4 separate regions of the Mus musculus genome follow, and all the other regions are linked to region 2. A link is a contact called in public HiChIP or PLAC-seq data. All regions are on one chromosome and are shown on one strand. Each heading gives the region's core, a stretch centred on a gene start, on an enhancer-like site or on the middle of the called end of the contact. The rest is flanking DNA. Distances are from core to core; before and after follow the strand shown.

Region 1 (5,093 bases), core at 1,127-3,626, 200 kb before region 2:
CTTTTGTTCCATGACGATCAGTATAATTGTAGCAAAGACAGTTTCATGAGCGGCCTCTATTCTTGGCAAGCCACCATGTGGTTTAGAGTGGCTCCTGAGCCTAGCTTGTTAAGAACAGACCCTGCCATAGTTTTCAATGGCTCCCTTCCTCTTTTCTGCTTGAGGATTTTTCCCCCTTCTGAGATTTACAATGAGACACTACAGTGTCCCAGCAGGGAGATGGCTTCAAGTGTGGGTCCACAAAGCTGCCATTCTCAACTCACCCACAGTGACACATTCCAGAAAGCCAGTGACTGTCTGGTTTCCTTACAGGTGGCCATTCCAATGTGATGACGAGCCTTAGCTCCTGTGTGCTGTGTCTGCCCTCTCCCATACTCACTTGCCTTGCAACCTCCATTGAAGTGGATACAAAAGAAACTACTTTCCCCACTACTTGTTAGTAAAGAGTGGTGACCCGAAACAGGAAGTCCTACCTTTGTTCTTTTGTTATTCTGTTTCTTAGAGTGCCGGAGGATCCAGTTTGGGGCTGGGCAAATACTCTCAATGAACTCCAACCAGCCTCAGTCCTTGCTTTCCAGAGAAGACTCACTGTATAGCCCAGGCTGGTCTGGAACACCTGGTCCTCCTGTCCGCTGGGGTCACCCTCCTGTCCACTGGGGTCACATACCTGTGCCACCAGAGCAGGCTCACCCCTTGGTTCCTGAACAACACTTGCTCTCAGCGTTGACTCCTGCGTTGACAGTGTAACCCTTCGCTGCTTGAGCTGCTGTCCCTTCCCTGCTTGCTTACATTTTGTCTTTGGAAAGTCTGTGGTTGTGAATGCTCCTGCGGGCTTGAACTCTCATGGGGGGGGTGGGGGGGGATGTTTCACATCTTCTCTTTGTATTTTGAGAAACCTGATTATGTTGTGCATTAAGTTTTCAGTCTCTTTTCTTGTATTTAGGGGTGTGCCAGGCTTTTAAAAATTATGGGTTTACAAATTTTATCAAAAAATTTAAAATGAAGTAAGTAAAAGTATTTCTTATGTTCACCTAACTCTTTGGGAATAGCGTGTTAACTTCCTGTTGCTGTGACAAAAAAATGCATGGGTTAAAGAACTTAAAAAAGATAATTTGGGCCTGTGGTTTTAGGGATTCAGTTCATAGTCGATTGGCTTTGCTGGTTTTGGACATGTGTGAAGGCTGAAGACCCTGGAGTTAGGCAGATTCCCTGACAGACAGACAGACAGGAAAAGAGGCCATGACTAGTTAATAAAAACAGTGGGCTTCCAATATGGCAGGCTCCTTCTTCAACTTCCTGACCTATGGCAAGAGCCTGGCAGATTCAAACAAAGGCCTGGAGAGCTTTTCCCTGCTAGTAGGGCCCCCTGCCCATCCACCATGTGGACTGGTCTGACAAGTCCAAGGCTAGACCAGGATGTGTTTACCCTAAACTGGTGGGCCTATCAGCCTCCCTGTCTTTGTCCAACCCCAAATTGGGAGGGAAGACCCTGAAAAGCACAGCCCTCACCGGGACACTGGACTTCTGCTTCCCAAGCTAGCCCCCACCCCCACCCCCCACCCCCGCTTTGCAGAGCCTCTTCTTTCTGCTGTGCCCGAGGTTTCCCCCATTGCTACCTGCTGCACTTGAGGTCTTTCTATTGTGTTTATAAAAAGATAAAGAGAGAAGGAATATGTTTTGGAGAGGTGTAGTCAGGTGTGGGGGAAGGGGGTGCCTCTGCAGACCCATGCTGAGGCATCCCTTCCCCCTGAGGGACCAGCCACACCAAGGTATAGTATAGAGTTTATTCAGGGCATGGGGAGGGGAGTTGAGAGGGTAGTAGAGACAGAGAAAGACAGACAGACGGAGAGAGACAGGGAGGGGAAGGGGAGGGAGGGAGAGAGGGAGGGGGAGAGAGAGAGAGAGAGAGAGAGAGAGAAGAGAAAAGAGGAGAGGGGAGGAGAGGAGAAGGAAGGAAGGAAGGAAGGAGAAGGGAGGGGAGGAGAGGAGAAGAGGCGGGCCATGAGCACGTGGAGAGAAAGGGTAGGTAAGAGAATGGAGAGAGGGGAAAGGGGAAAGGACAGAGTGGGAGCAAGAAGACATGAGCAAGAAAGAGAGGAGAGGGCAAGCAGCCCCTTTTATAGTGAGTCAGGCACACCTGGCTGTTGCCAGATAACTGTGGGGCGGAGCTTAGACAAAACGCTAACACTTTTCCTTCCGGCTAGTTTTTTAACTGGTATAGAAAATGAACCTGATCGAGACCTCTAGCCGGTAACACAGAGGAGGCCTGTTCACCTTCTGGCAGCTGAGGAGAGAGTGGGGGAGGTGCAGGAGTGTCTCAACATCCCCTTCAAAGGCCCGCCCCTCAACGACCTAACTTTCTCCCTCTAAACTCCACCACCAGGAGGTTCCACTGCCTGGGATGGACCGGGCTTCCCGCAGACCGTACTGCACGTAGCAGCTGTGAGCTACATGCAAATTATTCTGCTTGAAATCTTCTCACTGTTCATCCACATGTTGTTGGTCATTTTAATAATTCTTTTGTTTGTGTACGTACGTGTTCCTCTGTGTCTGGGCTCCGTGCGTGCTTGTGTTCATTGGCTGTGTGTTACAGATGTGGATGCCAGGGACCCAAACCCAGAACTACAAGAACAGCAAAGCATCCTAACTGGTGAACTGTATCTCCAGCCCAGACAGTTGCTTTTTTTTTTTTTTTTTTTTTTTTGCAGCTGAGGCCCGTAGGGTTCGAGTTGTTCGAGTCCTTAACTGGAAACGCTCAAGGAGGTGGTATTTGTGCTGCAGGCCTTGGAGCCTTCTGTGTGAAACACACGGTGCCTGTGTGGCTCACTGGTGGTAGAATCATTCCTTTTTCCAGAGCTCAGAGTGCTTTTGGGGGGGAGGGAGGGATTTCGTTGTATTAAAAGCGCGGCTTTTGCTGGCACAGCACACTGTAGAAATGGATCTCCGCTTTGAAGAGGAAGGACGCAAAGCACTCTACCTTCATACGCGAAGGGGAAATGTGTCTCTCTGTCAAGTGCACGTTCTTAAAGCATCGCCTCCAGGGGCTCTCCTGGCTGTCCAGATACAGGAGGCGAGGGAATTTGGAAGAAAATTAAACACGAAGACATGGCAGTCTGCGTGCTGTGAGACATGAATTCTCTCTTGGCACGTGTGACGGGGCAGCTACAAGAAAATGAATACGGTGTTCCTAGTGCCAGGCTGTCTTGTGAATAAAGAGCCTTTAGTCCGGGAGAGGCGCGGTGTGACGCGCGCTTTCCATCTGGTGGGCCAGTTTCCAGGCCAGCTTAGTCTTGGTGCCTGCCCTGCCCCCGCTTCTGGGGATACGCCAGCCGCTGCATTAGTGATGCCCGCAGCCTCAACCCATGAGTCCCCTCCCTGCCCACCACCCTTGAGGGCCTCTCAGTCAGCAAGCTCAGAGCCTGAGGCAGCCCTGGTTCTCTTGTGTCTGGGATATACATGGTTTACAGCTTGAAGCTGTCATGCCTGGATCGCTCAGCAGGCTTGGCTTATTTTTCCAAGTGCCACCAACTGTGAAGTCACGTGTCAGCTACACAGCTTGCATTTGGGGCAACAAATAAGAAAGGGAGCAGAGGCTAACTCATGAATGAGTCTTCTTGTATACATTAAAATGAATAATCATTTAGTTCAACTCTAAAAACCTATCTTTTAAATTAACCTATCTTTAATATTATCCTTTCTTCTTTTCCTTTTTTTTTTTTTTTTTTTTTTTTGAGACAGTCTCACTATGTAGCCCTGAACTCACAGAAATCTGGCTACCTGTGCCTCCTGAGAGCTGGGATTAAAAGCATGAACATGCTTAGCTAATTTCTCAGCTAATTTTTATACTTTTTAAATAAATGATTTATTTATTATTATATGTAAGTACACTGTAGCTGTCTTCAGACACACCAGAAGAGGGCATCAGATTTCATTACGGGTGGTTGTGAGCCACCATGTGGTTCCTGGGATTTGAACTCAGGACCTCTGGAAGAGCAGTCAGTGCTCTTAACCGCAGAGCCATCTCTCCAGCCCCTAATTTATATACTTTAAGCATAGAATTATTTTTTTTCTCCCACCAGAAAAAAAAAAAGTTTGAGGATCTATAATTGGCCTGAAAACATAATGTCTATAAATAAGATTTCTTTTTACTATACCGTCTTAGTTAGGGTTTTACAGCTATGAACAGACACCATGACCAATGCAACTCTTGTAAGCATAACATTTAATTGGGGCTGGCTTATAGGTTTAGAGGCTTAGTCCCTTATCTTCAAGGTGGGAGCATGGCAGCATCTAGGCAGGCATGGTGTAGGAGGGGCCAAAAGTTCTACATCTTCAACTGAAGGCTGCTAGGAGAAGACTGGCTCCCACATGAGTAGGAGGAGGGTCTCATTGCTCACCCCCACAGTAAGATGCTTTCTCCAGCAAGGCCACACCTATTCCAATAAGGCCACACTTCCAAATAGTGCCACTCCCTGGGCCAAGCATATTTGAACCACCACATATGGTCTGGGGTGTCTTTCAGTGTGGGGTACTTCCTTCCTGTGGTGATTCGAATGAGAATGTCCTCCATAGGCTCAGATGTTCGTATATTTGATCCCCACTTGGTGGAACTGTTTGGGAAGGATTAGGGGTAATGGCCTTTTTGGAGATGGTGTGTCACTGGGAGTAGGAGGGGCTTTGAGGTTTCAAAAACCCACACCTTGTCCAATCTGGCTCACTCTCTGCCTGCTGCCTGTGGATCTGAATATAGGGTCTCAGTTACTGCTCCAGTTCCATGCCTGCCTGTCTGCTGCCCTGCTCCCTGCAGCAAGTGTATGATGGTCACGGACTAAGCCTATGACACTGTAAGTAATCCCCAATTAAATGCTTCATTTTATGAGTTTTCTTGGTTATGGTGTCACTTCACCAAATGCTTGAGTTTGATTCCCGCATGCACACACACACACACACACACACACACACACACACACTCAAATTAGGCATATACCTCTTCATTGTGAAAATTTAGGAAAGTGATGGAGAGATGGCTCAGTGGGTAAGAGCACTGACTGTTCTAGAGGACCTGGATTCACTTTCCAGCATCTACATGGTAC
Region 2 (5,971 bases), core at 1,567-4,066:
TTAGGAGACAGACTTACCAACAGCCCAGGGATACCCAGTGACTTGCCACATTGCCAGGTGCTCCAGTGCCTGCAGCATCTCATTGAAGAGTTCACTGAGCTAACTCACAGAACAGTCCACAGGGCAGACATTTTGTGGTTCTATTTATACCTACCTAAACCTCCATCCTCCTACCGGCTCTGCAACTGCCCCACTTTCAGAGAGGAAAATGAAGGCACACTAAGGTTATAAGCCTGCCATCAGCCTGGAGGTAACAGCCAAGCTGGGGCTGCCAGTTGACATTCTCCTTCTGTCATTTACATATGAATCACCGAGAATTCTGGGGTCTGCTCTCTTCCAGACAGGAGCAGGCCAAGGCTGTCTCACTCCACATCGTGCCAGGGTGTACAAGGATGCACACACAGTAGGCATTTACTGAAGAATTCTGAGTGGGCTCCAGTCCAAGGTCCAAAGGCAAGGCGAGATCTGCTGGTGGATAGTGGCCAGTGCCTCATAGCGGCCTCCTCCTACCCTGAGTGCCACTAGCCAAGATGGACCTCTGCTGCCCACAAGCCATGAGTCACAGGAGCCCTGAGTCACCTGCCTTGGGTGGCCCAGCCCAGGGCTAAGCCAGCAGCAGCTTTAGGGCAGTGTACTTCCTGTGCTTCCTGTGGCTTTTATAAGCTGTTCATGCAACCACATAGAGGCAGCCACTGGGTATAATGGAGACTCGGGCAAGGCTCTGCCTGGATACCAGGCTCCGGTAAACAAGGCCAGGAATGCCTTTACTAGATAAAGAAGAGATCATTCTGTGCAGAATCCATGAGCCTTTCCCTGTAACTTCCCTCCCTGCCAGCTCGTACCAGAAACTTGGCTCTGTCACCTCATCTTCAACTTCAGCAGCCCAGACCTAAGTCCTCACTCTGGCATTTGGGACCCTGAAGCAGCTGGTCCCACCTGCCCTTACTCTGCTCCTAGGGTCCCAGAGCCTTCTGTCTGCAGCTCACTAGAGCCAGGACCCATGCAGCAGGCTGGGAAGATGTGATTGATTTATGCCCAGTTTATTTAGCCCCCTTCCAAGAATTCACAATTCTCCTGGGGTCCAGAACTTGAGCATCGACTCCCCTCTGAACCACTCCCATAAGTTCTTGTCATAGTACTTGGTTTGGCTTAGATCACTCGCTCCATACTATACTGCCTATTCTGTGAAGACACAACTCTCAGTATCTATCACCACCAAACACACACACTTTCTCTCTCTCTCTCTCTCTCTCTCTCTCTCTCACACACACACACACACACACACACTCACACTCACACTCAGAGGCAACAAAGACTAATGTGTATGGCAGACCCTCAGCTGGTGCACCAGGGCACTGAGCCAAGAATGAACAAGGGATCTGTCGCCCCAGGGCTGCCCATCCAACCCTCTCAGACTTCTGCTTTTCAGTCTCCATCTCCCACTAGAAAAAGGTGGGATGCTTAGAAGTGTCAAAGCGCCAGCAAGTAGACTGCAGAGAGGAAAGCGTATTATTGCCACAATCAAGGCCTGCCTGTGTCCTTCCAGCTAAAAGTTCTCCACCCCCACAACTACCTGTTCTCCTGGAGGTGGGATGTCTCATTTTCCATGGGTATCCTGTCTCTACAATGGGCCCTTGGAGGCCAGCACAGGCGAGATCTGTCCCACACATCCTGATGAACTTACTAGAGGATCTGGGAAACCAGAGGCTGAGGCCAAGGCTCCCATTCTGCTCCTACCACTGACCAGCAGGGTGGTCTGGGGGCACTTACCCAACCTGAGATTTTATCTTCCCATTCCTACACAGACATGAGAATATTCCTTCTGCCCCCAAATGGCTATTCTGAACAAGAGTGTATATTAGGGGCTCTACACATAATGCTCAGAAATTGCAGCTCCAAACAAGAAGGGCCTGGAAGATGGGGTCTCCTCTAACCTGTTCTAGAAGTCACCAGGTTGCAACCTATGAGGTCTTATTTTTGTGCATGCCCAACGCTGACTCCAGTTTAGAGACCCCTGGGATTTCTGGGGTTACCTCATCTCTCTGGGCTATCCCAGGTGAACTCTGCCATATGAAGTACAAGAGACTCCCAGAAAAAAAGTGCATCTGGTAGCTATCACGTTCCCTAGGCTCTAAGGCAGCAGGGGTCCCTCGCTGACTCATCCTCTCATCGGATCTTTTACCGAGAGAACTTAGCACAGCAATGTCACTGTGTCCCTCTGGGATCAGGAATAAAGTGGGTGAGTCCCCAGAGCAAAAGGGTTGGGCTGGGGCAACCAAGCCATCCTGGAGAAGAGGGATCCAGTTGTTGGGTCCGAATTCTCTAGACCCATCTAGAGCGGGAAACACGGGCGTCTCCCTGGTACTACAAGCTACCCAGGTTTGCAGCGCCGGTCCCGCCTCCAAGGGGGTTGTGTGCAAGCGGCGCTCTAAAGTCTCAGCAGACTGGCGAGGAGCACCATTTCCCTCTCTCAGATCCATCCCGTCCCGGGACACCGCCCGTTCCGCAGGCGCAGCCGGTGCAGTGCACCGGGAGAGCGCTCACCTGCTGCTCTTCCTCCTCGACCCGCGACGGCCCCCCACTCAGCACCCGAGACCCCTGGCGCCCCCGGCCCGTCGCGCAGAGCCCGGGACACCCCGCCGCCGCGCGCCTCTTACGCCCGCGTCGCCGGCGCCAGCTGACGCCAAGGTCACACGGCTCCCGTCGCCCTCCTGGACCCGCGCCCACCTGTCATGGCGGAGGACACGGCGCCGCCCCGTCGTCCTCGGCTGTCCGCCGCCCGGCGCGAGGGCTCCGGTGACCGCCGCCCGCAGGCCTGGCCCTAAGCCCCGCCTCTTCCCTATAGGTCCCGCCCAGCGACGACATCTTAGCCCCCAAGCCCCTCCCTCCGATTAGCCACGCCCCTTTCTGTACTTCGCACTGGAGACGCGTCAGCCGTGGGGCGGCTCGGGCTCTAAACAACTTCCCTAACTCTATACTACGCGCAGCAGAGAGCTCGGCCCCTGAGGAGCTTCTCCTGTAGCGACGCCGGGAGTCCCGCTCCAGCTAGCATAAGTGACCTAGCGGAGAAACTCAGTACCCAAGTCCTTGTCTGGACCAGAGAACTCAAGCCACGTCCCGGCTCAAGGCTCGCCCCATTCACAGCCTCTCCAATAGCTACCCGGGTCGGCGTCCCTTCGCCTATGCCCTGCCCCTCCTCCCGGTCTTGTGCCTGCTTTTTGCGGAGGTTAGGAGGTTATTGTGAACTTCTCAGTTCAATTTTCTGCTGCTACGCTCTGGCCACCCCACTCCCATCTCCTGGATGAAGAAACCGAGTCTTAAAAGAGACGAGAATTACCCAAGGTCACATAGGAGGTCAAGTCTGGCATAAAAGGCTGGTGGGAGTTCATTGGCAACCAGGGACCGAACGGAAGTCCACAGGGCCTCGACCGGACAGTGATGAATTGAGACTTAACAGAGAACTTAGTGGGTCCTCGTTCTACCAAGTCCCCCATTTACACAGAGGACAAATGGCTGGCATTGCCGCCTAGTTAAGGAAGTCATGTAGTCTGACCGAGCCTCAATTTTCCTAACTGTAAAATGTGTGGCCTCAGGTGATAAATCTTTCTGCCTCCCAACTTGTTTCCCTTCTGTTGTACATAGGCCTGGCTCTTCAAGCTCTGGTACCAACCACAGGAAGGCCCCAAGCCCAGGCCCAGCTAGGAAATGGAGATCTGCGAGGGTCGGGGAGGCAGGACCCTCACAGCCAGCAATGGCAGCAGGCACCAGATTTTGCTTCTCCGCTGGTGCGGCTAGTCTGGCACACTTTAGAGCTGTAACTTGAGATATTGGAACCAGACCAGGACCAAGACCAGGAATGGAGGCCCCAGGTCTGGATGCACTTCCCGGACAGTCCAGGAACCCCCTGGGTCCCTGAGCCCTCCGTGTCTGTCTCTGTCCTCCCCAGTGCTGCAACCTCTCATCTTGGGAGTGAGAGGCTCGAAAGGAATCTGGAGATTGACTTACAAGGTCACTTAGAGCTCCAAACTCTTGGACCCAGTGGTATTGATCAATACATTCCTGCCCCTTGCTAAAAACTGCAGAAAGCGAGGTTTGCTCAGGTTCCCCACCGGCCAGGCAAATGCAGAGTCAGCAGGCAGCTGTCCTCAGCACTAATCTGTGCCTGCAGAGGGGACAGACAGCATGGACAGACTTTGTTCCAGAGCAGGGTATAGGTACTATGTACCTGACCTACATGTGTGCCTGGGCCAGTCTGGGCTAGATCCAAGGGCTACATCTTGCAGGAACCCTGCACAGACCCCATTGGGACCATTCTGAAGGGCTCCAATTATTGCACACCCATCACTGTGTTCTAGCAGTGGGGTGAGACTGAGGACTTCCTGAATCATGCATTTTTAGGCATCCCTTGCCAGACTCCTCATCAGGAAGGCCAGCATTCCACCTTTGTATCTTCCTCTGAACCTGAGGACCTTACTTGGTCCCATGAGAGAAACTGAGGCCCTCACCCCCTTTAGCAGTCTGAGGTAGCCTCCCAACTGCAGGCTACCTGCTTCTTGGCACTCCAGAGTCTGTGCAACATTTGATCCAAGGACAACACTCAAGTTCACAGAGATTCTACATCCTAGACCATATAGGAGTCCCCTTCCCCCTACCTCAAGCCTGCAGGGAGAGAAGACCTTAGTCTGAGACAGGACAGCTACAGGGACACACGGGGCTACAAAACACACCCAATGTCCACTCCAGGATCTACAAGAGATGCAAGGTAGACCCCAGATCTAGGGATAGGCCCTGGGTATTCCTCCTCTTCCCTAAGGGGCACAGGTTGCTGCTTGCCTGCTGGCAGGACCTGTTGACATTTGAATGTGGAAAGGCCAGCTGATGTTGGACCCCACCTCCTGCAAAGCAGCTGGGAGCCTTCACTGGCATAGACAATTGAGCTGGTCAGAAGTCACAGCCTGTTGGACCAGTACTTATGACCATTGTAGTAAAGGGAAAGAATAAAAGCTAGGCTCAGAAGATAACCTGGCTCTATTTTGAATATAGTAAAAGCAGTATGGGGTTTATAGCCAAGGAATAGGTGTGTGGAGGCCTGGCAGATACAAAACTGAGAGACTTAGTTGGTGGAGTGCTTACTTGCTCGCCTAACGTATATGAAGCTCTGGGTTAGATAGAACTCCAACACCAAATAAACTAGTCATGGCAGCACAAACCTGTGATCCAAGTATTCAGGAGGCAGAGGCAGGTAGAGGAGAAATTCAAAGTTTTCCTTGGCTACATTGTTTAAGGTTAGCTGGGAGAGATGAGACTGTATCACAAAATAAAAAGGAAGGCAACATCTAGAGTGATGGGACTGGGGAGATAAGTCTGCCTGCTCCACAAGTCTTGAAGAACTGAGTTCAAATCCACCGTACCCATATAAAAATCCGAACTGCAAATTCTGGTCTCTACACGCACCAGCCACATCTTGTGCACACTCAAGTATGCACACACACAAACACACAAAGTGTAAGGGAGATTCTGGCTAGCCTAACTGTGAGGGTTTGAGTTTCACGGCTCAAACACATTCGGTTTAATCCACAAATGAGGTGTGACCAGGTTAGACTGACAGGAGGTGATTAAGGCTCTGCCCTCACCAATGGATTCATCCATCTGTGAACTAATGGATTAGGGGATTAGTGGGGTATGAGGAATGGCTTTGTAATGAAGGAAAGCTTACTGCTTCTCACTATGTCCTCCACTGAGCTGTCCAGCAGAAAGACCCTTGTCAGATGTCTTGAAGACACTGGCTCCATGCTCCCAATATGTAAACTAAGCTACCCAGACATGAACACCAGCTATCTCATCTGCGGTAAACAGTTACAGCCAGAGAAAGCAGGCTGAGACGGTGACCTCCCGTAGTCTTGCTGAGGGCAGGCCAAGGTGGTCAGACGCATAGGAAGACAGTGTGGAGGAGGAACTCCATCCTATATAG
Region 3 (5,344 bases), core at 2,512-5,011, 250 kb before region 2:
CGTTCTGAGTACTGAGACTAGAGGTGTGTGCCACTATGTCCAGTTTTTGCAGTGCTGGGCATGGACCCCTAGACTTCACACATGTGGGGCAAACATTCTCAGGCCCAACACCAGTGTCTATGGGAATAAAGTTTCATTAAGAAGATACCAATTGGCCCTGGAAGAGCACTAGCTCCTCCGGAGGACCTGAGTTCAATTCCCAGCAACCACACGGTAGCTCACAACAATCTGTAACTCCGATTCCAGGAAATCCAACGTCTTATTCTGACCTTTCAAGGCACCAGGCACAAAAGAGGTGCACAGACATAATGCAGGCAGAACACCCAGAAACATTATAAATAAAATAAGGACCACCCAATTCCAGCTGCTCGCCCATTCTGGAAGATAGTGATAGTGCATCACTGGTTAAGTATCTGTGAGCCTCCAGAAAACATTTAAAAATCCAACACACAGACACACACATTGAAACATACACTTTCTTAAACAGAGACCACCGAAGATAATTTTTATGACTCCAAAATCATCCTTTTTAAAACATACACAATCATTACTTTAAACACTATCTTTAGTTTAATGTGTGAGAATGTTCTGCTTGCTTGTATGCACCTGTGCCACTTTCCCGTCTGGTGCTGTGGAAGTCAGAGGAGGGCTTCAGATGCCCTGGAGCTGGAGTATTAGATGATCAGGAGCCACCACGTGGGTGCTGGGAATCATGTGGGCCCTCTGCAAAAGCATGTGCCCTAACCACAAAGCCATCGCCCAGGCCCGCAAATCACCCTTGTGATACTGCACTACCCTCAGGGATGCTGAAGTACACAGGACTGCTCTCTTGTTTTAAAATAGTTCCCAGAATTCTGTCTCTGCTTTTTACAGCTTCACATCTTCTCTCTGGTGCCACCTTTTGCTATTAATGGAGCTCCTGCCTCCAGCAAACTATCTTTTTCACCTCTCCTCAGAGTTGAGAAAGTGGACAGCCAGGATTGCTAGAATTGCATCTACAAAGACTAGAGAAGGCTGAGAGACAGAGCAGGCAGGAAAGGCAACACTGTCTCAGGAGTGCACACACACACAACAGATATAGAGACAAGGACAGACAGAGGAGACTCTAATCTGAAGTAATATTCAATCTTTTATTGAATGTCTCTGCTGACTAAAAATACAGCCCTGTGCAGTTAGCAAAAGCAGGTAAAATAAAACTCTTTTTGTGTCTTAGATGTTACTTCCCATCACTAAGCAACACTAAAGCAGGTCCATTTCCAGGCTGTCCACTAGAGGTAGATCACAGAGCAACAGCTTTGCTTTCCCCCTCTGAGAGCCCCAGGCTACAGAGAAAAAGTGAGAGGCACACACTGCCTCTCACACGAACTCCCTAAGAAATGTCAGGCTGTGTATCTGCCATATTCCTGGGCCAATCACCAGGCATCCAGCCACCCCCACCCACACACTTAAACACAACTTCACCAATTGCAACAGGACCCTGGGTGGGACTTCCGCAATCATTTTAGGCTTAACTACCACCATCACCACTGCCAGCAGGGATGGTCAGGAAGAGGGAGACATGCTAAAAGTTGTAACTCAAGCTCAGTTTCCAAAGAAAAGAGCAAGTTGGAAGACAGTAGCAAGTCTTAAAAACTCAAACAGCCTCACCCCTCCCCAAAGAAGTGTTTAAAAAAAAAATCATGAAAATGCAAAGCTATTCAAAGTTGAGGATCAGTTAGGTGCTCGGCTCTCAATCAACCTCGGAGCCCTTAAGTTCTCTGGCCCAATTCTGGCTGCAGAACCTTCTGCCAACGGGACAGCAGAGGGCTAACATGTGGAGCTCTCCCTCCTTACCCACCAATCAGGGCTAGTGAAGGTCACTCAACACTTCCTGTGCAGCAGAAAAACAGCTCTCACAAGCTCCTGCCTATGCCAAACGACCCCCAAATTCTTCTTCCTGGTCCTAATTGCTACCTTCATAGTAGACATACAGAACTGAACCACTTTAAAACTCAGAGAACTGACAAGAGCCCATCTCATCAAATTCACAGTACCATGAAATCTAAAACCAAAACGTTACCATAGACAATTTCTCCAAACATCTCATTTTCAAAGGTAGAAGAGCAGGGCATCTGCCTTGAGAATTAAGAGATCAGCCCTGGTTTATAACAAGGTTCCTTCCTCTCCCACAGCTTTGGAGGCTCTGTTTTCAGCTTCCTGTGCCTAAGGTCCTGGCAATATACTCTCATTATTTATTCTCCAGACTTCCAAGATAAACCTGTTGCTGGGAAAGAGTGGGTTAATTTCGACAGATGGGTATATGCTTAAGGATAAGGCCAGTGGGTAGCCTGTCGGCCTCTCAGGGGAGGAGAAAGACTGAGGATGTGGGAGACGACACCACCGATCCCACTTTGGGTGAGGGTCTATCCACCAGCCTCAAGTGTCATATGAACAAGTCTATGGGCCCACAGAGGCCAGAGAGTAGGGAGGAATGTGGTGGGTAGACTTCAACCACACCAGGCCTAAAGGCCCGGGCATCCATCTTGCTCTAGGGCCCCTCTGCCTAGCTTGCATCAAGCCTGGGCATGGTGACACGCTATGTCCCGAGAGGGGCCCTGAGAGACACTGAAGCCTGCTGAGGCCTTCCACGGGCAGGGGCACCCAGGACTCACTCTGGGCTAGGCTGGGCTTCCCGGAACTAGTTCAGCGCTGACAGTGACCTAAGAGACCTCCCAAGTCCAACCCAAATCCAAGCCCAAAAAGACCCTAGGCCAAGCCCCAAACCCCTGGGCCAAGGAACCTCAGACTCAACTCTGATCGCTACCCAAGCAATCCCAGGCCCAGCCCGAAGCGCGAAGAGGCCTGTAGCCCAACTGTGACTCCTGTCCAAGTGACCCCAGACCCCAACCCTGACCCAAACCCGAAGGGAATCGGTCCAAAGGGCACCAGGCCCGATCCTGACTCAGGCCCAAAGAGACCCCAGCCCCAGCCCTGGGAGACCCCGGCGAACCGGCTGCAGCCGCACCTTGACGTGGAAGCGGATGAGCGCCAGGCGGATGCAGTGGGCCATACAGACCGGAGGCAGGAACCAGACCTTGGGCGGTGGCGTGCCCTTGTTCTGGACATGGCTGACGATCTGCTGCGCTGTCTGGCGCTCGTTGCCCTGCCGCTTGACCCACTCGTGCAGCCGGGCCTTCTCGAGCGCGCCATTGAAGAAGACGAAGAGCTCGATGTTGCCTCCGAAGCAGGCCTTGGCCAGAGCCGCCAGGTAGCCGAGCATGTGGTTCCACTGGCCGCCGCTCACCCAGTCGGTGTAGAAGCCACCGTACAGGCGATGCAGGCAGTTGTCGGCATCCACCAGCAGGCGCAGCGGGGTCTGCGGGGGCCGCTGCCGCCCGCCGCCCACCAGGCTGCCCCGGGCCAGCTTCTGCAGCTCCACCGGCACCACGGCGCTCGGACAGTGCTTCTCGATGTAGTCCTGGAAGCCCTGCACGCCCATGGCGGCGGCGGCGGGGCGCGCGCGCGCGGGCGGCGGCGGGGCCGGCGGCGGCGGGGCTGGGGGCGGCAGGGCCGTGGCGCGGCCGGCGGGCGCGGGCAGCCTCAGGGCTGGCTGGGGCTGGCCGGGGGCGCGCTCACGGCCGCCGCGGCCGCCATGTGCTGCCGCCTCCCAGGGCCATGTCTGGGGAGGGACCTGCGCCGCCGCCGCGCTCTGCGAGGCCGAGGCCGAAGCTGGGCCGGGCGGGGCGGCGCTGACGTCGGGCCCGCCCGCGCGGACGCGGGAGGCGGAAGAGGCGGCGCCGGGGCCGCGGCCGGGCTCCCGGGGCGGCGGCGGCGGGGCGGAGAAGGCGGAGCGCTACTCGGCTTGTCGGGCCCTTTAGGGGGCCGCAGCCGGGCGGGTTCGGGGAGGCGCCTGGGCCCGTGCAGGCCGCGCCCGGAGGCCGCGGCCTCCGAGGCTGGCTCCGCCCCGCTCGCGGCTGCGGGCCCGGTAGGCGTGGCCGGCAGCCAGCGCTCCTCCTCCGCCGCGTGTGTCGCGCGGCGGGGTTAGGGGGAGCCTGGAGCCCGGGAGCGCGAGCCGCGGAGGAGGACGGCGGCGACAAGATGGCGTCGCTCCCGGGACGGGACGGCGGCTTCACGGCCTGGTGTCGGGACCCGGCTGAGGAGACTCCCCGAGAGGGGCAAGCCTCCCCGGCGTGCGCCGCCCTCCGGAGACGAGCGGACGTGCGCTGCCTCCAGGGGCTCGGGCTGCGAGGGTCCGGCTAAACCCAGGCGCCGACGGTACGTATGCTGAGCCAGGACCAAACGTTCTGAAGGAGAAGCTGTCCGCTGGGGACCTGGGCACGTAGCTCAGTTGGCACAGTGCTTGTCTGGGATCTTCGATCGCCCAGGGTTCGATTCCCGCGTGTTGCTTAGGCCGTAATCCCAGCATTCTGAAGTGGAGAGTAGAGGATCAGAGAAGTTCAAGGTCATTCCATCCAATTGGAAGCCAGCCTGGGCTACATGAAACCCGCCTCCCGCTCCCCCTTCCCCCAAGAAAAAGGAGCGGTTTTTTTTGTTTGTTTTGTTTTGTTTTTTTGCTTACCTTCAATTTTTCATCTGTTCTTTTTCTAGACAAGCCGCTGCTGGAGCGGGGTGCACTGGACACAGGAGTGACCCATCCATCGCACAGAACACCAAGTTCATGCAGACTCAAAGCCCCCCATCAGAGTCTTCGAGAATAGGCAAACTGAATTCTATAGTTTCTTTTAATTTTTTTTTCTTTTAAAGACTATTTTTATTCTTTGACAGTTTCATGCGTGTATACAATGAACTGTGATCATAACACCCCATTCTTCCACCAATCTCAAACACAGGCTCCTGTGATGTAGACAGATGAAATGCGCTTAGGGCCTTGATGGATTTTCCTTAATTTTTTTAAACCCGATACGTTATGCCACTTATGTATAAAATTAGTGATGAGGCCACTAGTCCGCCTAGCTGAGTAGAAAACTTAATCCCAGAGTAAGTAATTCCATGTCATTTAGAAATTAAGATTACACTTAAAGCCTCACTAAATAATAACATCCCCCAAAATAATCAAGTTTTATGTAATTCACAGCTAGTATACAAGATTGCACATGAATCACTTGTATTTTCTTAACAAGATTACATTCCATATATATTTCATTCACTTGTTTAGGTTTGTGTTTATTTTTGTTGTGGTTTCTTGTTTGCTGGCCTGCTTGGGCTAGCCCTTTGCCATCCTGACTGCCTGGCCTGTTTTTTATTTCTTTTAAACATTACTGCTTTTATTTATTTATTTTAAAAAGGGAGAGGGGAGAAAGCTTTTGTGCTAGCACCCATGATTTTGGAATTAAGCATACATTTT
Region 4 (5,678 bases), core at 1,777-4,276, 150 kb after region 2:
CAAATTTATAGGAACAGAAAATAGATTTTTTTAATTGTCTGACTCTGGGAAAGTGGACCTGGAGAGTTATAGCTGATGGGAACAGTGTTTTTTCCTGAAGAGGGGTGTTAGTGTAAAGTTAATGATAGTTGTCATACAACTAACTGTAAATGTATCCCCCCCCCCCAAAAAAAAAATCACTGAGTTCAGTCTCACTGAATCCAAAAGATGGGTGTTCATAGATGGGCCATATCTTTACAATGTGTGGCACGTGTGGCTCCTGAGGTTGTAGCCCAGTTGGTAGAATGCTTCTGTAGTGCACAAAACCCTAGTTCCATCTTCAGTTCCACATCAGTCAGGATTAGTGTGCAGCACCCAGGAGCCAGGAGGTGGGAACAGGAGGATCAGGAAATCCAGAGTCCTGCAAAGCCAGTCTGGGATACAGGACACCCTGACTCCATAAAACAAAAACAAATAAAAAAATAATTAATGGACAGGGAGATTTTGGTTGCAGAATTTTCTAGATAAATTTCTTCACAGTCTTAAGAAATCATCAAAGGATCCAAGGTGCTGTACCTATGGTGACTATATGAAAAGAACTTTGCATGATATTGAGAGATAATCTTCCTTTACTAATCCTTAGCCTTTCTTGTTACCGTGTTTATAATTTTTACTGAATAAATGTCATTTTTACTCAAACTGGCATCTGTGGAGTATGTACTTTGAGGTAAAGGTTATAAGTGTAATTTTTAAAATTATATATTCCTAACTGTACAATCTACTTTGATGATTTTTTAAAATTTATTTATCTTTTAATTCATTCCGGGGAATCCCTTTTTCAATTCCTTTAAGTAATTAGTTTATGCGTGGCAGTCGATACTCCACCTTCTGACGTGTAGCTTCTTGGCCTGTCTTGTTTCTTAGCACACACTGAATTCACACTTTGCTTATCCCACATTTGAGTTCAGGGCATGTTCTTCTGGGACTGAATAGTTCATAAAGCAGACTCTGTGCATTGGGTTTGCTGAGCTGTGACTTCTGTGATCAGCGTGGTTACTGAGCACCTGCTATTTGGGAGGGAAGATCTGTTGCAATCCTGTCAGTGCCCCATTTGAGTGGAGCCCAGGGAGTCCCGGGCCCAAGTCCTGCTGTGTGGCTTACCTAAGGAAGGGAGGTGGAGCCATGTATGTGGGAACTCAACTCTCAAGTGGCTGCAGTTGTCACTGACCAGTCAGTGATCAGCTCCTGAGTTTGGGTTGCACATTGTCAGACTAACCACACAGTAGTCTTCAACACTAAGCTAACATGGTTGCTTTGTGTTTTGTTTTCTGTGTCCATCTCTGCCGAGTGAGGCTTTGGCTTGCTACTTTGTTCAGAGTCAGGGAGCAGCTCTTTTTATCATTAGTGTTTATTTTTAGTGGCAGCCCTTCCCCTGCACAGTCCTGCTGGACAGCCAGCCATTCTGAGTGTTGATAAGATGTTTCTATTTTTTATTTACTGTTTCCTGTTGTTTGGTCCTGTATGCCTTTTCTAGTACAGACTAATTTAAGAGATTATTTTTCAATTTTTGTATGTTTGGGTACATGCTGGCGTAGTCAGTTTTCTGGTGCATTTATTTTTCAGACGTTTTAGATTTATAAAAAACATGAAAACTGTATTTTGTTCTGCAGCACACAAACGTGCTAGCAGTGTCTTCCTATTTCAGATCACTCTTTCTGATAGTTTTCCTTACAAACGGCTGTTTGGGAAGAAGATTATGTCCGTCCTGCTGGAGAGGTCCCTGATGGTCCATCTACCTACTTGACAATTTTACATGGTGTATACTAGCCTCTTCCAGTCAACATAGGTTTAATCAACTGTTGATTATAGATTTAATCTCTTAATGCTGTAAGTTCTTTAGCTCTAAATGAATGGTGTTGAGCTTGCATTTCTGTCAGCTTAATATCCAGAGCACCATCTTGAATTTAATAAGCTTTGATGCCATTTGGTGTCCTGTGGAATCCTGGTAATCTTGACTCTGAGCGGCCACATAGAGCTGCACAGGATGGAGCCAGGCTCACAGGCCGATCCTAATGGCACTTCTCAGGCCCATGTGGGTTTTTCCTGTCCACCTCAGCTCTTCTCCAGGTGTTTAAGACATTGGATTCCTCTTTGTAGTAGCCCACTGGCTTGTATATGTGAGTGGGTGGTGAATCCTTCAGTCTGTCAGTGTCTTTGACCAGCTGTGCCCTAGGGATCCCGATACTGTACACGTTTCACCGTTGGTACCCATGAGAGGCCAGGCATGGTAAAGGTTGATAGAATGCATGTACCAGCCTGTAGGCATTTTTAACAAGCCTAAATAGAAAGATGGGTGCTGTGGTGGGACTGCCCTTGTGTCCCCATTCGTTCCGAGTGGGGGTGGGGGCAGATGAGAGGCATACCTTCTTTGCTTTTGTAGCCCTCACCAAGAACCAAACAGCATCCCCATTTCAGCAGGTGGTAGAAGGGGCCCTGCCCAGCAGGCGTGCCAGGATGGGCAGCTGGTCCAGCTTAGGGATTCCTGGGATTCCAAGCCTAGCCCGATGCAGGCGTGGTGGCCCTTTTGGGACAAGTGTGGAACCCACAGTCTGTGGGTAGGCGGTGCTGGATCAGCCCAGACAAAGGGTTGGAGGATCATGGCTTTGTTGTGGAATCTGCTTCCTGGAACAAGCCTTCGTCTCATTAGATTGTAGAGGCCGCCAGCTCCCCTGGGTTGTCAAGCGTTGTGCCTGCTGCATCATATGATCAAACTGGTTTAGTCAGAATTCTGTGGGATAGCCCTGCCTGGAGGACTCTTCCCTGACTTGTTAGCATAGGCCTTCTCCAGGGACCCAGGCCCCCGTGGATAGTGTGTGTCAGGGGAGAGGGCTTGAGTTCAGTTCTGGTTACACCTCTTCTCAGGCCCTCCGTGTGTTCTGTTTGAAGGGTCAGTCTGTACTGCTTGCACAGATGAGTAGCTCTCACAGTGAGATGTTCACATTACTCTCTGGATAGTGCTGAGTAGTTGGGGCTTTCCTTTGTTGGTGAAGAAAAGATCAGTAGGCATTGGCAGGGAGCCAAGCTGCCCTTCTGGGTGACTGTAGAGCAGGAACCTTGTGGGTTCCATAGAACCTGGCCAAGTGTGAGGAAAACTGAAGAGGAGTAGGCACTAATTTGGGCTGATCCTCTAAGTTCTCATCCTTTTCATTAGTAGGCTAGTCGTGGATAACCTTGGCTTGGTACCCATGTTCTCTCAGCACAGGGCTGGACATCCTCACACCCAGCCTTAGGAATTAGCCTTGTAGCCTAGTTTTCTAACAAAGTTCTGACCAGCTGCCTGTTTCCCATTCTGTACCAAGCACAGGATTGGGGATGTATCCTTGCCTGGATAAACTTAGATTTTCTACAACAAATCATGGGAAGGAATGCTTGAGAGTTGGTCAGGGTTGTTGGTACAGTGGGAAACTTTACAGGTGTCCTGGCCATGGGAGGATGGGACTGCTGCCTAGTTTGGGTTTCAGCAAACCCTTTCTTTGGGAAACAACTTGATGTTGCAATAAAATTTTATTGGTACCAGCCTATTAGATGACCTTCAGTGTCTTGAAACTTCTGGAGGCATGCCATAGTAAGGGCCACAGAGATCCTTATGTTTTTAAAATCATAGGACGTGCCTGCCAGGCCATATCTCTGTTGCTCCTCACATTGATTCTCAGCTTCTGTTCTCTGTGTTGAGAACCTGAGCAACTGTCATGGGCTGGTCTGACTCCTGGCCTGCACTGTGCTGCCCTCATTCTGTATCCTTGGGATTGGGAGCCCGGGAGCACTCAGCATGCAGACAGTGGTCCAGGGAGCACTCTGAGTGCCGACAGTGGTCTGGGGAGCACCCAGCATGCAGGCAGTGGCTGGGGAGCACTCAGTGTGCAGGCAGTGGTCCGGGCATGAGTTCTTTGTCTTGAGTCAGACATTATGTTTCCATTTGGGCGACCAGGAAAGGCAGAATGATTCCCTGAATTTGTGTTTGAAGGCTTCTGTTATTGAGGACTGAGTGGGGCTCAAGGGACAGAGAGGCTGCTTCATCTCTGATGAGGGAACTCTCGATTCTAAATCCTCTCAGCAGCAAGCTTAGACTAAAAGGTATTCTTAACTCAGGTATGACCTCAGGCTGGAGGCATTACTAACCCAGGTTATAGGTGAGGAAGCTGAGGGACACTCATCTGTGCCCAACATGGTCCCCAGTTTGCAGTGTTGTAGCATATTTCAGAGGTAGATCAACTGAGCAGCAAATGATGTTCTTTGTCCTTCCTGAGATGGTAGTAGTGAGCACAGGTGGGTTTGTGTGCTCCCACATGTACCCAGGGTCTGTTCTCTCTTGCTATGCTGTCTGGCTTTCAGGATAGACACATGTTTTAGATGTGACCCCAAAGCCCTGTCCCATCAGCCCTCCCTCAGTGTTATACCATCCTACAATGCAACCAGACCAAGCACCTGTGGTAAAGCACTAAGCTCTGTCTTGCCTCAGTTTTTGTGTGCAAAGTAGGTGCTTGTGCAACCCCACCCCCAACCCTACCCCATGGCACCATGAAATGGTCTAATGCTTAGGGCATTCCTGTTTTATGGCTTCAGTCATCTGGTAGATTCTGTGGATAGCAGGCATTAAGCCCTTGTCATAGACACAAGACTGTCCCTTGCTGCCTCACCTGCCCCAGCCTCCTTCCAGGGATATAGTTTCAGCTGCCCTTCCTGACTGGGCTTTTTGTCTTCCTCACCCCTAACTATTAGCCCCCCATACCATTGCTCATGCTGAGCACCTGAGGCACACCATGCTTGGTTTTGAAATTTGCCCCTTAGGGCTGCTATGATTTCTCTTCCTACCCAGAGCTTCTCTTCTCCCATCTTAGCTAAGGATGATCCAGCTGCTGAAGTCATGATTGGCCTGGTTCCTTGTAGGCACAGAGGATTGCACCATAGCTACATGGGTGTGGCTGACCTTGAAGCCAGCATCCCAGGGGGCTATGTGTTGGCCAGAAGCAAACATGGGCCGTGTTCCTCTTGTAGGCGCCTGGCTGGCCATGACCTCATGCTCCAGCTTTTCTGGCCCTGTTGGGTCTTGCTGAACCTGGGCAACTTGAGAGCAGTAGGCAGGAGGTAGGTCAGGAGCCTGTGTTGAGTACATCACCAGAGCATTGCTCCTCCTCAAAACACAGCATCTACCATTCTGTGGTCAAGACTGGAGGAGAGCTAGGCTGCTTCTTTGTCCTCTTCTTTCCTTGAAGCAGCTTGTAGAAGGGGCAGGTTAGAGGCTATATCTGCTGTTCAGGGGCTGGTTCTTGATACTAGGGTGGCAAAGGCTCCCATCTTCTGTGGTGCCACCTGGGAGGCCCGAGGGATGAGCCAGGGAAATCTACAAACACAACCACAGCTGTCCCCCACCAACCTGCAGGTCAGGAACACCTTTCCAGAGAGCATTTTTTCAAGGGAGGACAGAAGGGAGCCTACAACCCATAGAACAGGAAGATGATCCTGGGTATTGCAGGATTTAAGATGGAGTTGAAAGGTTGTATAGGATTGTATGCAGTGGCGTCTGAAAAGATCAGAAGAAGTGTGCCCCAACAGGTATCTACACCTCTCTGACCCCCAGCCTCACACAGAGCCTGTAAGCTGGGCTTGGTGGCCACAGGGATGGGCTGTGTCTTATAGGT

What was found. HiChIP or PLAC-seq counts read pairs in DNA pulled down with a chosen protein or histone mark.
Region 1: a contact with region 2 is called in an H3K4me3 HiChIP or PLAC-seq map of embryonic stem cells, with 2.1 times the contacts expected there. The contact joins the enhancer-like site here to the promoter of Card19 in region 2. A contact is called at or near these places in 1 of 39 promoter capture datasets (embryonic stem cells), 4 of 115 datasets of contacts at active chromatin or transcription factors (embryonic stem cells, kidney and stem cell-derived neural progenitor cells) and 3 of 9 other capture datasets (adipose tissue, liver and pancreatic islet).
Region 3: an H3K4me3 HiChIP or PLAC-seq map of embryonic stem cells shows a contact between it and region 2, with 16 read pairs. The contact joins the promoter of Fam120aos here to the promoter of Card19 in region 2. A contact is called at or near these places in 11 of 39 promoter capture datasets (the C10 cell line, the HPC-7 cell line, cranial neural crest and 8 more), 3 of 484 Hi-C or Micro-C datasets (CD4 T cells, cardiomyocytes and myocytes), 10 of 115 datasets of contacts at active chromatin or transcription factors (the 230-238 cell line, acute myeloid leukemia, bone marrow-derived macrophages and 6 more) and 4 of 9 other capture datasets (adipose tissue, liver, macrophages and 1 more).
Region 4: a contact with region 2 is called in an H3K27ac HiChIP or PLAC-seq map of microglia, with 5 times the contacts expected there. The contact joins the enhancer-like site here to the promoter of Card19 in region 2. A contact is called at or near these places in 8 of 39 promoter capture datasets (the C10 cell line, the HPC-7 cell line, cranial neural crest and 3 more), 28 of 484 Hi-C or Micro-C datasets (B cells, the C10 cell line, CD4 T cells and 17 more), 10 of 115 datasets of contacts at active chromatin or transcription factors (the HPC-7 cell line, bone marrow-derived macrophages, embryonic midbrain and 5 more) and 3 of 9 other capture datasets (adipose tissue, liver and macrophages).

Annotation. Positions count from the first base shown.
Region 1 is chr13:49,013,200-49,018,292 of GRCm38.p6, forward strand. No RefSeq gene overlaps it. Among named protein-coding and RNA genes, the nearest start is that of Fam120aos, 48 kb to the left of the region's middle. Within about 2 kb of position 2,377, at least 145 of the 459 cell types and tissues checked have an H3K27ac peak or open chromatin away from gene starts, as enhancers often do. A contact at or near this core is called in adipose tissue, embryonic stem cells, kidney and 2 more, where this site is marked.
Region 2 is chr13:49,213,210-49,219,180 of GRCm38.p6, forward strand. Card19 (caspase recruitment domain family, member 19) reads right to left here and starts at 2,817. Exons shown (of 6, transcript NM_026738.2): 1 at 2,728-2,817. The coding sequence starts at 2,734.
Region 3 is chr13:48,964,351-48,969,694 of GRCm38.p6, forward strand. Fam120aos (family with sequence similarity 120A, opposite strand) reads left to right here and starts at 3,762. Exons shown (of 2, transcript NR_015601.1): 1 at 3,762-4,254; 2 at 4,588-5,344. It overlaps Fam120a (family with sequence similarity 120, member A), which reads right to left and starts at 3,710. Exons shown (of 18, transcript NM_001033268.3): 1 at 3,005-3,710. The coding sequence starts at 3,478.
Region 4 is chr13:49,359,940-49,365,617 of GRCm38.p6, forward strand. All of the region lies in intron 1 of Bicd2 (BICD cargo adaptor 2), which reads left to right. Among named protein-coding and RNA genes, the nearest start is that of Bicd2, 21 kb to the left of the region's middle. Within about 2 kb of position 3,027, at least 88 of the 459 cell types and tissues checked have an H3K27ac peak or open chromatin away from gene starts, as enhancers often do. A contact at or near this core is called in the P5424 cell line, adipose tissue, cardiomyocytes and 8 more, where this site is marked.